Regions from separate parts of the Sus scrofa genome. Here region 1 is linked to region 2. The links are chromatin contacts, called in public Hi-C maps. All regions are on one chromosome and are shown on one strand. Each heading gives the region's core, a stretch centred on a gene start, on an enhancer-like site or on the middle of the called end of the contact. The rest is flanking DNA. Distances are from core to core; before and after follow the strand shown.

Region 1 (3,041 bases), core at 206-2,705, 270 kb after region 2:
GCCTTGAGCACTGCTTGTGCACCCAGGGCCTAGGCCCCACCTCTCCCAGCCCCAGGGCACCCAGCTGGCCGAGACCGGCAAGTGGAAACAGCTGCTCCTTCTTCCAGCCTTAGACCCCAGGCATGTCCAGGCATGCACCACACCCGGTGCGACCCATGCCCACGTCCCTGCTGCAGGCCAGGGCAGCATGGCAGGAGCGCCCACTTGCAGGGACACTAGATCAGGAGACCCACAATCTGCACCACAGGACTCATTAGCTTGGGTGAGAGGAATCATGGAGGAACTGGCCAGGCACTACGAAAGAGGGGAAATCCAGGAAGGCTTCCTGGATGGCGTGGCTCCTGAGATGGACCCGCATAGAGAGTATTTACCCACGGCAGCCACATGGATGGAACTAGAGACTCTCATACTAAATGAAGTAATTCAGCCAGAGAAAGACAAATACCACATGATATCACTTATATCTGGACTCTAATACATGGTACAAATGAACCTATCGAGAGAAAAGAAACAAACCCATGGACATGGAGAGCAGACTTGTGGTTGCCAAGGGGGAGGGAGAGGGATGACTGGGAGTTTGGGGTTAGTAGATGCAAACTGTAGCATTTGGAGTGGATAACAATGAGATCCTGCTGTAGAGCCCAGGGAGCTTTATCTAGTCCCTTGCGATGGAGAATAATGTGAAAAAAAGAATGTGTATACATATGCATATCTGGTCACTTTGCTGTTCAGCAGAAATTGACAGAACATTGTACATCATTATAATCTAAAAATTAGAAGGAAAAAAAAAAAGAGTATTGACCCAGGGGACACCAAGGGCAGAAAGAAGTATCAGAGGCAGAGAGGGACAGATCACCCAGGCAGGGAGTGGCAAGCACAGGCCCTTCTAGGAGGGTGTTATTCCCGTCTGCGCAAGGGTAGCCCTGTGCAGGCTGAGAGAGCCTCGGCTGGGCAGCCTGGTTGGGGACACAAGGCCTGATGACAGGAGGGCAACTGCTCGTGGGAAACTTCCCTGTTCAACCCACAGGTGCAGGGGGTGTCAATAATCACGACGACAGCAAAGGTGTCCCCAATCGTCTGTGTGCAGGCGGTGTGCCAGCCGCATGGCAGTGCTGTGTGTGCAGTTTTCTTTGTATCCTCACGACGCCTTTGTGAGGCAGGTATGACGCTTATCCCCGCTTTCTTAAAGAAGCTGAGGTTGAGGAGATGCTTGTGCAGAGAGCAGGTTAAGGATACAGTAGTGCTCTAACTGTGGCGCAGGTGGCAGCTGGCTCAGGAAATTCCACATGCCGTGGGTATGGCTAAAAAAAAAAGAAGATAAATATCTTTAAGAAGGAGAAAAGGAAGAGGAAGAAGGAGAAGGAGAAGCAGCAGCAGCAGTGGCTCAGAGAGGTTAAGTAACTTGCCCAAGGACGCTCAGCCAGGAAGTGGCCAGGACAGGCATTTGAATACAGGCTCTTGATGGCTCTTTCTTAACCTCTTCCTGCGGGGGCAGATAGAAGGCCCAGGGCGTGGGCTACGAGCTGTGCTTGAACGCTATTGCTGAATCATTTCCTCCAGGTGGCCCCACCGCACACTAAGAGCTGTGGGAAGGATCCAACCGCCCCGAGCTGCTGTGGTCTACCTGGTGAGGCCCCTTGGCCAGGCTGGGGACCTCCGGGGAGGCACCAGTGTTTGTGGGCCTCAACCCCACAGCCTGGACAGAGCCAGGCCCACAGCAGGCATCCAGCAAATCACTGTCCAATGGGCAGACAGCTGATTGGCTGTTTGTAAGTGACGAAAATACACTCCATGGCAACCAGCTTTCCTCTTTAATCCATGTTAAAAGACAAAATGAAGCTCTCCAAATATTTGCATGCTCATAATCCATTTTGAAGTTGAAATGTGTTCCCCCCAATTACCCACCATGTCTGGATTCAGAGAACGAATGATATTCCTGTAGATTTCAGCTTCAAGATGGAGCATGTCAAATCCTGACAGTCAAACGAGAGGCACTCCTGAGATGTTCAAAGAGACAGCGGCCCACCCCTGCCAGCTCTCCCACCACAGGAAAGAGGCCAGGAGGGAGAAGCTGGTGTCTCCTCCAGCCTGGTGGGGCTGGCACGGTGGCCCCACCTTCCTGAGTTTCCCCATGAGCCAAACCTTCTTTCCAGTAACCCAGGAACTGATGCAATAAATCTCATGATTACTGATGGTTCCGTGACTCTGGGTGTGGGCTTATTGCCAAGGATTAAACATCTTATTCGAGATGCTCTCACTACGTTCTTGCGAGACAGAAACAGAGAAAGAATGGAGGCCACATGCCACAAACTTCAGGTTGTCCCTGGAGGATAGACTCCCGGGAGATTTGGGGATGGTTTGGGGGCCACGCCCACAGCCTGTGGAAGTTCCTAGGTCAGGGATCCAATGTGTATCATAGCAGCATCCAGAGCTACAGCAGTGATAACACCAGATCCTTTACCCACCGGACCACCAGGGCACCCCCTCCTGGGGGATTTTGGTTTCGGGAAACCAAAGGTCATGTGTTGCCAGGGACCTGCAACTGCCACCCCCCTTCTTCATGAGTGCAGCGGTTCAGCCCAGCTGTGGGGCATGGGGCCAACAGGACCACGGTTGGGAAACAGGGTCAAGCAAGTCTGCTGAGGCCGGGCCTTCAGGACAGGATGGAAGTGGGGAGGCTGGAAGGAGAGAGGTGAACGTTAGACCCGGGACGGGAGACAATAGGAGGTGTCCCTTTGCTAATCTACCCTTGGGGGGGGGGGACAACTTCCCTTTGGATCGGCCTGTGCCCATGCCCACTGCCCTGGTCAGACCCTCTGTCTCCTCCCTCCCTACAGGCTCTTCTCGGGCAGGAGCTGGGTCTGAATCCTTTTTCTCTCTCCCCTGCCCACCCCAGTGTCTTCACAGCAAGTGGGTCCGGAAGTCGAAAGGGAACAAGGAACAAGGCCTCCCCCTCTCAGGATGCCAGAGTTGGCAACCACTAATGCAGGACGCATGGTGAGTTTTGCATTTCAGATAAACATCAAATTAAATTTTTTTTT
Region 2 (3,197 bases), core at 680-3,179:
AAATCATTTGCCAATCATATTTAAATGACAGACCACCCCAAATGAAATTATAAATTATATTTCAAGTGTTTAATATGCTTAAAGACATAAAGAAGGAATAAATACCATTGAAAAGAACAAGGTTCTATGAAAAAAATAAAACTTGAAAAATAACTAAATTGATGTGCTGTGACTAAAAATGACTCCTCCCCAAAATTACTTAAAAGCTACAAATTTAAAAGTTCAGACAGCAGAATTGGTGGTATAGGGAAGTAGAAAGATTTGGAGAACTGAGACATAAATGTAAGGGAATTTCACAGAATGCAGTGCGGGTGTCAGGAGGCAGAAAATCCAAAAGAGACTGAGAGATGGGAGACTGAGTAAGAAGGGCCAGGCTGGAGCCCAGTGGGGGTTCTGGGGAGCCCTCGGACATGGCGAGAGCTCCTCGACATCAGTTTAAGGTCCAGCATGTGGCAGACTGCCTGTCCCCCGGCGCACGACGGACTCTAGTCACTGAAAAGTGGGCAGACTGGACAGGATCACCTCTCAGCCAGTGCAGAGGACGAGAGGGTCACGTGTTCCTGAAGGGGCAGCCCTGGCCCTCAGGGGAGGAGCCCCCTGGGAGCAGCTGGGATGAAGAGAGAGGGAGAGAGAAGGAAAGAGAGAGAAAGAAGGAAAGCGGGAGGGGAGAGAGAGCTGGGGGTTACAAGTTAGATCCTTTAAACGTGTAGATGCTTACAAAGTGGCATCACTTTCTTTGACTGTTAGACAGGGTTTCTTTGAATGACCTGGCCAGGTGAGCACGGGGCTGTATTTGGGTTAAGCTAAGCTTGGCTTGTCATCCAGACCGTGGACCTTCCCAGAGCTGCACAGTAGCAGCCACCTCAGCTTGCTGACACTAAGGCAGGACAGGTGTCCATTAGCACCTGGGAAAGTGGGGGAGGCAGGAGCCTGGCAGCCCCTGGACCCCTGAGCTCCTCCCCCACATCTAGGAAGGAATCGGCCCAAGGACCGGGGTAGCAGAGCCTGCCTGGGTGGGGCTAAGAGGCCACAGAGAATGGCTTATGAGGGTGGTGCCTGGAGCCGGGACGACCATTTTGCAGGAGAGGAGGGGATGAACGCAGGATAAGGACGGGCGAGGCTGGAGCTCCGTGGGTCTGCAGGTAGAAGCTGAAAGCTCAGCTTCCCCCATCACCAAAGCTTCCAGCTCGGAGGTCCCACCGGGGTGGGTGATGACTCCCCGGGCCCTCTTGAGCTGTGCACAGTCCTAGGAGGGTACCTGAGACCAAAAGGTCAGATTGGCCTAGGACAGGGCGTTGGGTGGGGGATGGGGGCCAGAGTTGAGAAGGAGAGGCATTCACGTGGGGAGGACAAACATGGGGAGGGGCTGAGGGGGTGTCTGACCACTGCCAGCCCCATAGGAAGTGTCTCAGCTCAGCCCCTTAGGAGCTGTGTTCTGGCAGCTCCAGATGGAGTGGAAGGAGCTCTGGAGGGGAGTCAGGCTGGCTCCCAGCCTCCCTTTCCCTGCGGGCACTAGGGCCTTGATCCTGCCTGGCCTGCAGGCTGCTCAGCTGATGTAAGGCAGAGGGTGGGTGGGGTAGGAAGAGCCTGGAGACCAAGAAGCTTCACCCTTCTCTTCATATAACGGCACCTTCAGAACAGCACCTCCTGATTGGCTGAGCTGAGACCTTGGTCCCTCCACCTTTGGGTGACCTCTTCCTGGGTTACTCTTGGTCCCTGGGAGTTCCCTGGCCCAGGGGAGAGGTGAGCAGGAAGACAGTGGGGGATCGAGCAGACCCTCCAGGTTAGTGATGGGCATCTGCCAGGTTGGCTGAGAAAGGCCTCCTGGCTGCAGTGCCAAAATTGGCCACACGGGGGCAGCGCAGAGCTACGGTCCAGTGCCTCTGGCTCCCAGGGCTCCCATCCTGGAATCCCACAAGGGTGGGGAGGGGTCTGCTACTCCCGTCCCAGCCCTTTCCCCACACACTTGCTCTGCCGAACTGCCTTGGGCACCGCAGCAGCTTGGGGAAAGTGTCGCGTTTTCCAAAGGGCGATAAAGGGATGAGCACGTCTGAAAGAGTCCCTTGAAATCCTCCAGGTCCCGACCCCACTCAGTAGCTGGGGAAACTGAGGCTCAGGAAGTTAAATCACTTGCTCAGTGTGGTCCAGATGCTTAGCGCCCAGTTTAGTTCTCTCTCTGGGCCCTCTGCCTCCCTCCTGGAACACCACTCCTCTGCTGGGTATCTGAGGGGGGTAAGGAACAGCTTGTGTTGCCCCCAGGATTCGCTGGCTGAAAGAGAGATCCAAGCACACATGACCACAGAGTCACAGGGGAAGAACCGATGCCAGGCCAGACGGGAGAGAAATCTCATGCAGGCCAGGAGGTGGGAGGCCAGGTGGAATCCAGGAGGCCATCGTGGAGGTGGGGGTAACACATGCCCTTGGCCTTGGGGTGAGGTCAGAAGCGGACTCAGGTAAGCAATGGGGAGGGGGCGCGGCTGGTGGTGCGATGGCTTGAGCAGAGGCAGGGAGGTGGGAGCTCTGGAGCCCAGGTGATGCACGTGCTGTCTTAGGGGAAGTGGATTAGAGGCCAGACAGAGATGTCTGCCCGTTTCCTGAGGTCCGTGCAGGCTGCCCGGGGCTCTGCCCTTAGAATTGGAGGCCGGCTTAGCATTGCTGGCATTTCCCTGAATTCCATTATGTTGAAAGCGCAGAAAACGGCAGTTCTCCAGATTATCTCATGTGGAGGTGGGAGTCCACAAAGGCTCTCCATGGCGACCGTGGGGCCTGATTTGGGATGTTCAGCTGCCCTGGGAGAGCAGAGGCCAGCCCCGAGAAGGCAGGCGGCCGCGCCCCATTCCTCAGCCGTGACTCGAACCCACAGCAGCGGCAGGAGCTGCTGGCCTGGGGGCCCCAGAGGGCCCAGTCCTGACCTCAGAACTGGTGGCACAGGGGCAGCCTCGGGGGCGGGCTCAGAGGAAGACTCAGACTGTGAGATGGACGGGCTCCTGGCACAGCCACCCCGCCTGCTCAACCTCCCCAAAGGCGGGGCTCCTCCCCAGGCCTGGCACTCACTCGGCCTGGCTTCCCCGTACGGTGGCTGCAGGCCACGGAAAGGAGGCAGTAAGAGGGTGGCAGAGCCCAGGATGGAGTCTCTGCCCAAAGACCCCTGCAAGGCTGGGCACTGATGGGGTGCGGGGAAGTGGGGGGCGCTGTCC

The links. A called contact is a pair of places that touch in the nucleus more often than the background predicts.
Region 1: a Hi-C map of retroperitoneal adipose tissue shows a contact between it and region 2, with 2.6 times the contacts expected there. The contact joins two enhancer-like sites. A contact is called at or near these places in 1 of 5 promoter capture datasets (liver), 11 of 47 Hi-C or Micro-C datasets (embryonic fibroblasts, epiblast stem cells, fetal skeletal muscle and 6 more) and 2 of 2 datasets of contacts at active chromatin or transcription factors (alveolar macrophages and skeletal muscle).

What each region holds. Positions count from the first base shown.
Region 1 is chr14:133,717,971-133,721,011 of Sscrofa11.1, forward strand. No RefSeq gene overlaps it. Among named protein-coding and RNA genes, the nearest start is that of OAT, 110 kb to the right of the region's middle. Within about 2 kb of position 1,456, at least 13 of the 83 cell types and tissues checked have an H3K27ac peak or open chromatin away from gene starts, as enhancers often do. A contact at or near this core is called in omental adipose tissue and retroperitoneal adipose tissue, where this site is marked.
Region 2 is chr14:133,450,947-133,454,143 of Sscrofa11.1, forward strand. No RefSeq gene overlaps it. Among named protein-coding and RNA genes, the nearest start is that of CPXM2, 76 kb to the left of the region's middle. Within about 2 kb of position 1,930, at least 10 of the 83 cell types and tissues checked have an H3K27ac peak or open chromatin away from gene starts, as enhancers often do. A contact at or near this core is called in omental adipose tissue and retroperitoneal adipose tissue, where this site is marked.